Linked DNA regions of Sus scrofa: region 2 is linked to region 1. Evidence: chromatin contacts called from public Hi-C data. All regions are on one chromosome and are shown on one strand. The core of a region is the stretch at or near the end of the contact, and the rest is flanking DNA. Distances in the headings are between cores, read along the strand shown. Region 1 has its middle 17 kb from the start of CCR7. Region 2 holds the start of IGFBP4 (insulin like growth factor binding protein 4).

Evidence for each region. A called contact is a pair of places that touch in the nucleus more often than the background predicts.
Region 2: a Hi-C map of liver shows a contact between it and region 1, with 6 times the contacts expected there. The contact joins the promoter of IGFBP4 here to the enhancer-like site in region 1. A contact is called at or near these places in 4 of 5 promoter capture datasets (fetal liver, fetal skeletal muscle and liver), 22 of 47 Hi-C or Micro-C datasets (adipose tissue, alveolar macrophages, blood and 10 more) and 1 of 2 datasets of contacts at active chromatin or transcription factors (skeletal muscle).

The regions. Positions count from the first base shown.
Region 1 is chr12:21,871,617-21,876,030 of Sscrofa11.1, forward strand. No RefSeq gene overlaps it. Among named protein-coding and RNA genes, the nearest start is that of CCR7, 17 kb to the left of the region's middle. Within about 2 kb of position 1,660, at least 18 of the 83 cell types and tissues checked have an H3K27ac peak or open chromatin away from gene starts, as enhancers often do. A contact at or near this core is called in adipose tissue, fetal liver and liver, where this site is marked.
Region 2 is chr12:21,977,630-21,981,871 of Sscrofa11.1, forward strand. It overlaps IGFBP4 (insulin like growth factor binding protein 4), which reads right to left and starts at 2,414. Exons shown (of 4, transcript NM_001123129.1): 1 at 2,063-2,414. The coding sequence starts at 2,414.

The DNA of each region.
Region 1 (4,414 bases), core at 410-2,909:
AGACTTTTAATAAGAAGGTCGCATGGTGGTGCAGCAGAAACAAACCTGACGAGTATCCATGAGCAAGCGGGTTTGATCCCTGGCCTTGCTCAGTGGGTCAAGGATCCGGCATTGCCGTGAGCTGTGGTGTAGGTCACAGACGACGCAGCTCGGATCCTGAGTTGCTATGGCTGTGGCTGTGGTGTAGGCTGGAAGCTGCAGCTCTGATTCACCCCCTAGCCTGGGAACTTCCATATGCTGCGGGTGCGGCCCTAAAAAGCAAAAAAAAAAAAAAAAAAAAAAAGACTTTTAATAAATGATAGCTTAAAAAAAAAAAAAAGCCACTAACTACAAGGAAACCAAATTCATTTCCTTCCCCATACATTTTTATAAATCGAGCTGGAGCAGCTTTGAGATTAGTCTCCCCTGCCCACCCATTATGCAGATGAGTCAACTGAGGCCCTGAGAGGGAAAGGACTTGCCTGAGGTCTCTCACGAGCTCTTGGCACTGCGAAACTCGAACCTGGGTTCCCAAGCCCCAGAGCTCTTCCCCCCACCCTCCTATTCTCACTCACACATCCCTACGCATCCACCCTGGCACACACCAGCCTCCTCCCAGACTGCCTAGCTCTTCTCTGGCAGGTCCCATCCCTCTTGTCCTGTGGCCAGGTCCCCTCTCCCCTCCGGTAGTGCCCACCTTTGCCACAAGATCAGGGAGAACAAAATGCAAAAGACATACGGCAGCAAGTCCAAAAGAAATCAGGCAACTGTTCTTTCTAAGAAAGGACCTTCTCCACAGGGAACTACATCCATTCTCTTGGGATAGACCATGACGGAAGACGGAAGAAGAGGAATGTTGTACAACTATAGATGTGATAAAATTCATTCAGTAATTTAAAAAATATAAATCAAAAAAAAAATTTTTAAGAAAAAAAAAAAAGGAATATATAGGAGTTCCCGTCATGGCTCAGCAGAAACAAATCTGACTAGTATCCATGAGGACGTGGGTTCGATCCCTGGCATTGCTCAGTGGGTTAAGGATCCGGCATTGCCGTGAGCTGTGGTGTAGGTCGCAGACGTGGCTTGGATCTGGCGTGGCTGTGGCTGTGGCTGTGGCCAGCAGCTGTAGCTCTGATTAGACCTCTAGCCTGGGAATTTCCATATGCCACGGTGCAGCCTTAAAAAAAAAAAAAGAGAAAAGGAATGTGTGTGTGTGTGTATATATATGTGACTGGGTTGCTTTGCTGTACAACAAATAATTTGCACAACATTGTAAATCAACTATACTTTAATTCTAAAAATGCAAAAAAAAAAGCAAGAAAGGGCTTTCTCTGGGAGTTGGGGTCGCAGTTGCATTTCTATATTGAGAGGGAACTGTTGGAGGGAGAGGAAGCTGGCCTCTGCGGTGGGGGTTAAGGCAGATGAGATGGGGAGAGGGAAGGAATTCTGAGTGATGAGCAGAAGGCAGGGGGAAGGAGGGCCAGGGTGGTCTAAGGATGAGAGGGATTGAACCTGCATCCTCAGGGACACACTACGTCAGGGTCTTAACCCGCTGAGCCACAACAGGGACTTCAACATAGCCTTGTTTTTGTCTGTAGTTCACCCATCCCCGGGGAATCCACTGGCTGGGCTGCTCTATGCGTCACAATGACCACTACACAGCGTGAACTCCAGGTTCTCATCGTTGAATAAATAAACATTTCCCTGCAGGGCAGGGTGCCCGCGGGCTTAGCCTGGGGCTGCCGGCCCCATTCCCTCTCAGGCAGTAGGTCTCAAGGTCAGACAGTAGGAGGGCAAGAGGGCAGGAGAGGAAACAGGACTGGTCCCAGGATCCTCCCGGTGCCAAGGTCAGTGCTTGCTCGGGACAGAAGAGTTGATCATTGGTCTGAGTAAATACCTGACACTGTGAAGTTCTGCAGATGCTGCGGATGAAATGTCCCCAACCTCTTTCCCAATGTTTAAAAAGAGGCCTGGGAACGCGGGCACATTTATCTTGTATGGTTTACGCAAAAGGCACTCGGTGCCGAGCCTCAACCTGATCACATGCAAAGCCCAAGGCGTGCGTTCTTCTCCCCGGACTAGGGGGACTTGGGGGGCATAGCCAAAGCCCAGGGGTCAAGCCAGGCACCAGAAGCCACCCACAGGGGCACCAACTCTGCCTCCAACCCCTCCTCCCCAGCAGCCTACTCCCTGAACACCGCCGGCTCACCCGCACCGACCCCTCTTTCCACCGCACACCTGCTCAGCTCACCTCCACTTCAGAGATGCTCACCTGCCCAGTGAGCAAGCTCGGGAGTCCAGGGAAAAGGGAGTGGGAGAAGGATGGAAGGCTCTGGGCGGATGGATACATCCCTCGGCCGGCCCCTCCCAGAACAAGACACAGACCTGGACCCTCCCCCCTGGGGATCCTCCAATCCCGTCAAAGGCAGAACTTGGGCTTTCGTCCAAGAAGTACACCTGTTTGGGCCCCACCCCACCCAGGCCCGCATAGCCTTGGGGAGACCCTGGGCTACTTGGAGCTTGTGAGCTTTCACTGCTGGGAGAGTCAGACAGAGCCGGGTGATAGCAGGGGAGCGGGGGGGCGGGGGGGACGAGGAGTGGAGGGTGATGGAAGGGATGCAGGAAACAGAGCCTCAGAGAACAGAACCTCAAAGAAGGCGGGGCGAGGGGAGGGGCTGTATTAAGTTCGAAGTGGGGACGGGCTTATGGGTACCCAGTGCCTATGATGTGCCAGGACTGTGCTAGATACACCACCTCCTGCTGAATTCTGTGACAGCAGGTGAGGAAACTGAGGTTCAGAGAGCTTGTGTAACTCACCTGCGGTAACACAGCTAGCAAGAATAACTACAGCTTCCTTAGGATGTTATCATGTGCTACACACTGTACTAAGCATCGTATCTTATGCCATTTAATTCTCACAATATCCCTACTAGAATCCTATTTTATTTTATTTTTATTATTATTGTTTTTTTTTAATGGCTGCACCCGGAGCATACAGAGGTTCCCAGGCCAGGGGTTAAATCCGAGCCACAACTGTGACTTACACTGCCGCTGAGGTAACACCGGATCCTCTAACCTACTGTTCCGGGCCAGGGATTGAACCTGTGCCTTTGCAGCCACCGGAGCCACTGCAGCCAGATTCTTAACCCACTATACCACAGCGGCAACTCCTAGAGTCCCATTTAGAAAATAGGCAGTTGATGGAGTTCCCATCGTGGCACCATGGAAAAAAATCCGACTAGGAAACATGTGGTTGTGGGTTCGATCCCTGGCCTCACTCAGTAGGTTAAGGATCCAGTGTTGCTGTGAGCTGTGGTGTAGGTTGAAGACATGGCTCAGATTTGGTGTGGCTGTGGCTGTGGCTGTGGCTGTGGCGTAGGCCAGCAGCTGTAGGTCCGATTCGACCCCTAGCCTGGGAACCTCCATGTGCTGCGGATGCAGTTCTAAAAAGACAGAAAAAAAAAAAAAAAAAAGAAAGGAAGGAAGGAAGGAAGAAAAATAGAAAATAGGCAATTGAGACTCAGAGGGGTTAAGGAAGTCTGTCGAAGTCACACTGCTACCCTGATTTCGGGCAGTTCCAGCTGGCTTTCAAAGCCCACACTCTGGCCACTCCTTTACGGGGCCAAAGAAATAACTCTTTATTCACGACCAAAAATGTATGGAGCCCCTCCTTTGTGCCAGCCATTGTGCTAGGTACAGCCACTGTTCCCAAACCCCCTGGACGACGAGCTCTGACTTAGGAAGAAGGAAAAGCAAATAACAAAGACAGAGCCTCACCGGCCCAGGGGGATGTGACCCCCACACTAGGCAGCAGCCCTGCTCTCCCCACAGGCTTCCTGCACAGGTCCGCCCTGTGGGGTTTTATGCTTGGGAGCTGATTGTCCCGGCTCTGCCATAGGCAGAGTGGGTAACACGGGCAGGTCAGCTCCCCTCTCTGGGCCTCGTCCTCCTTAGCCGTGAGATGAGGGCGCTGGATTCTATAATCTCCACCATCGCCTCCAGCTCCCAAGCGCTGCCAGGTACCTTGTCTGGGTGGGGTCAGCCAGACGGGGCTCTGGGCACGTCATCGGCGTCCTTGCTGCCTGGAAGAGGCCCAGAGTGAGTGGGTGAGGGGCTGAGGAAGCTGCCCCACCCCCAGCTGTGGTTTCTGGTGGGGCCACCGTGGCAGCAGGTGAAGGGAAGTGCTTGTCACCCAGGCAGTAAAACAAAAGCCTCCCTGGGGCACTGTGGAAGGAGGCAGCCAAGGCGCCAAAAATAAAACACACCTTTCCTTTGATAGACCCCAGCAGCTGCCTGGGGCCTGGCCTGGGGGTGGTGAGGAGAGAGCTCAGATTTCATGCCCAGCCCCCCTCCACCACCACCCACCACACCCACACCCACTCTCACACACACACACACACACACACACACACACACAGCATAGTCACACATATAC
Region 2 (4,242 bases), core at 1,164-3,663, 110 kb after region 1:
GGGTGACTGGGAGACAAGAGGGCATGGCCACAGCCCTGGGGAATCTAGTTTCTCCAAGGTCCCCCAGACCCCCCTTCCCCTCTTCTGATATCTGCCTGCACTGCGAGGGTGGGGGCCCAGGCAAAGAGAGAAGGGGCCCCATAACCCAAAGGGGACCTAAAGCCACCTGTGAGGCTAGTGTGCACGATGTCCACAGGACAATCACAAACCATCCATGCCATGCCCCCTCCCCTCAAAACTCCTAGGGGGACAGAGCTTTTTTCCACCACAGGATAGGGTGTTCCCACCCAGTCAGGGAAGAAAGGTTTCCCGAGACCCTCTGAGAGCTCTTCTGCCCCATGTTCAAGTTAGTGAGAGAGGAGGAGCCCACACCGGCCATCCTGATCAGGTGCCAGATGCCCGTTGGCTGGTGGAGGATGGAGACACAAAGGGAAAGTGGACCCGTGGCACCCGGAGCCCAAGGGCTCAGTCAGCCCTCACTTCCAGGCTGGTCTGGTATCAGAAACCCCCCTCTCCCATTGGCCCTGGCACCTCTGCCCCAGGATCAGTGACTCCCCCCACACACACTCCCGGACAACCCCCCCCCCAATGCACCAGCTTCCCAGATGTGCTGGGTGCCAGGCTGGCACTTCTCCTAGAACGTTTTCTGCTGACCCATCTCTCACTGCCCAGGGGCAGGAAGGGCAGAGAGGCCCAAGGCCCAGACCCCTGGGGTCCACCTCCTTCCTGTTTTCCCTGCATCCTGCTCTCCTCTGGCTCACAAGCTGCAGAGGATTGAGGAAGTGGAGCCGTCGGGGACCCGGGGCAGGAAGCTTGGGGCCGGAGTCCCAGCATCCGGACTGCAACAATGGGGGCTTCAAGCACCAGGAAAACAGACAGACACAGACAGAGGCACAGGGAAAGCACGACAGAGTCAGCGAGGCAACAAGAAACAGAGGCAGAGGTAGAGAAGGGCAGACAGAGAGATTCCAAAAGGAACAGAGCAAAGACAGGAACAAAGAAAGAGAAACGGGGACAGAGCCAGGAGGGGAAAACGCAACAGAAAGAGACCGATTAGGGCCCCAAACGGAAAAGGACCAAGATAGGGAACGATACTGATAACACGCAGGAGATGCTGAGGAGAGGAGAATTCGAGAACGTTACCAGTGAAACTAGAGGTTGAGAGACCAGCGGGAAAGAACAAAAGAATTCGAGAAAGAAGGAAAGAGACTGAAAAGAATTATAAGGGGAAACTGAAAGTCTGAGAAAGGGAAAAAGAGAAAAGTCTGAGTTTAGGGCAAAGGACCTTCTAAATCTCTTCCCCCCACCCCCCCGCGCCCAGCTCCCTGTCCCCTTAGGTTTCTGCAGCTCCAGGCTGGGAGCCAAGACTGGCTTCTCTTCTGCCACCTCGGTGGCACCCACCAGGAGAAAGGCACCAAGGCAGGAGGAGGTGCCCAGGTCTGGCGGAGAAACCCCTGTGTCCCACTACTCCCCAAAGAGCTAGGTGAGCTGGCCTGGGGCTTTGGGGGCAGGGCCATTCTGATGTCCCCTCGCCACCAAAGCCCCTCTAATTTGCATGTCCCCCTCCACCCCACCTCAATGTCAAAAGTCCAAGGCCTGGATTCTTAGACACCCCCCCACCCCCCGGGTTTCACCTGTGTTCAGGGTGAGTGGAGGTCCCTGGATCAGGAACAGAAAGCCCCCACTGCCACCGTCCCCATCCTCCAGGTATCTGGCTCTAGACTGCTCGCTTGCAGGCTGTGGGCTGGACCTGGTCATTTAATTCTCCACTCTTGGCACCAGCAGCCAGGACTACCATTGAGATATCCCTCTTCCCAAAGAGGCACCCTTGACATGGAGGGATGGGACAGAGTCCCCGTTAACGGTGGCAACAGGCTGCTTGGGACTTGATAGCAGTTTCCTTGGCTGACCCTGTCCCATGCCAGTTGGGCCCTGCCACGTTCCTGCCTTCTGGTCAACTCATAGGGGACTGTCAAGAGCCGTCCAGGCCAGCCCGAATGGGGAAGGGGCTTCTGAGAGGGGAGGACCCCAGGGAGGGCGTGCAAGGGCAGGGGCAGCTTACCAGAGGGCTGCAGGCTTTCCTGGATGGCCTCGATCTCTGCCAGCTCCATGCACAGGCCTTGCCCGTGCATCAGCGTGTGCAGGGGCTTCTCCACGCCCCGGGGCGGGTAGCACCGCAGGCCAGAGCCACAGCGGGGTGTATACACCCCGCAGGGCATCCCTTTGCCCAGGGCGCAAGTGGCGCAACAGCCGCAGCCCGGCTCTCGCACCAGCTCCTCGCAGCCCACGGGGGGGCGGCAGCGCGCCAGCTTCTCTTCGGAGCAGGGCGGGCAGTGGATGGCTTCGTCGCCCAGGCTCGGCCGGGGCCCGGAGGCCAACAGCAGCAGCGCGGCCACGAGGCACAGGGGCAGCATGACCGGGCGAGGACGGGACGCCGGCTGGCAGCAGGGGTCGCACGGCGACAGAGCCCGGCGCGCCTGGAGGGACCCGACCCGGAGGGCGCGGGGACACGGGGCTGGCCCGGCTGGCGGACAAGGATGGAGCCGAGGAAGTTAGCAAGCGGGCCGGAAGGGAGCGAGCCTGGCCGCGGGGGCGCTGCGCCGCATCCTCGGCCCGGCCCAGGCGGCGGGCGGTGGGGGGTGCAGGGGGCTGAGCGGCTGCCTGGGACCAGCTCCCCCGGACTTTATACCAGCCCCTGGCCACACCCCCAGCGCCTTCCCAGAGGTGGGGGAGGGGGCGGGGGGGAGAGGCGGCTGTTAGGGGGAGGGGGCGCTGTCCTAAGTCGCCGCCGCCGTTGCCGCCGCTACAACATCTGAAAGTCCTTTGCTGCCGCGGGAGGCAGCGGCTCAGTTTGGAAGGCTCGGCAGGCGCCCAGGGCGCTTCTGAGCCGGAGCCTGGGAGCGCAGCGAAGGGCGAGGGGAAACGAAGGGGCTGCTCCGTGGCCCCCGCCGGCGACCTTGCAGGCGTCTCCCCCGCCCCGCCCAGGCGGCCCGCCCTCCGCCTACGGAGAGCGCAGCCTCCTAGCCCCGACTCCAGCGGCCTGGGGGATTCGCTCTCCCCGGCCGGAGCCCCTTCCACCCCACTCCAGTGCTTCCCGTCTCAGCCACTGGAGATCAGGTCCGGTGAGGAGGGGGAAGAGGGGTCCAGAGAAGCCTGGTGGCCCTAAGAGCTTAATAGGCTCTCTGCCTTCTTGCCCCTTCCAACCTCCCCCTGCCCGCCGCCGTCTCCCCAGGACTCGCGTGAGCCCCTGGCCGCTCGGCCTTACCCAGGATGGCATCAACAGGACTCTCGCCCGGAGAGGGAAGTGCCAAGACGCTTCCTTCTTCCTGGACGTTTGCTTCTCCTGCCCAGACCCCCTCCCAGAGGAAAAGTGGCTAAGGAGATCGCCACTCTCAAGTGCAAGTTGTGCATTGCACAACTCCAGGGGGCACCACTTCTGTAGTCCTTGTAGATTTGTGTAGCCCTTGTGACAGTTTTCCAGCAGATGGCACTCAAGCGTTTGAGGAAGGGGTACTAATTCACCCTGTGTTGCCCGTGTCAAGGTTGGCTAGGCCCCCTGGGAGATGTCATTGGCGCCTGTATCCCCCACCTTTGGCCCCAGTCCTGCTGGGATTGGGAGGGGTTCTTGAGCAGCGTTTGGAGCAGGGATTCACCTCCTAGATGTCTCCCCAGGATTTAACCGCCCTCCCCCACAAAGATTTCTGCCACCCTGGAGCTGGTTTCAGGATAAGGGCGCCTGTCCAGGCATAATTGGTGACCCACTGTGGATTCTTTGGGCTTGACCTGGAAAGCAGCAGGGCAGCCACGCTAAAGTGCAGATCGGAGGCCCTCTTCCTGCCTCCTCTCCCAGGGCAGGGGTCTTTCAGTCTCCCAGGAACGGGGCCTTCTCCTACTTTCTGCCCGCTCCAGGTGAGAGGAGGAAGAGGGGCTGGAGGCTGGACCTGCGAGGAAGGAACCAAAAGTTGCGAACTGACGCCACCTACTGGCAGCCGTCAAGACTGCAGAAGAGTGGGAGGCTTGGGGCTGGGGACGAGACTCTGGGATTCTCTCCCGGCCATCTCACAGGCCAACTGAGATCTCTTCTGCCCTGTCTGCCTTGCAGAAGGGCAAAGAGAGCCAGGTTCCTCTAGTCCCTGGGGGAAGCCCAGCCTGTCCCTGCAAACTGCCTCCAGCCCTCTTCCCTTCCTTTACCTACTGGACCCAGTGCTGCCACCAACTTGTTATGTGAAGCTGGTCACCACC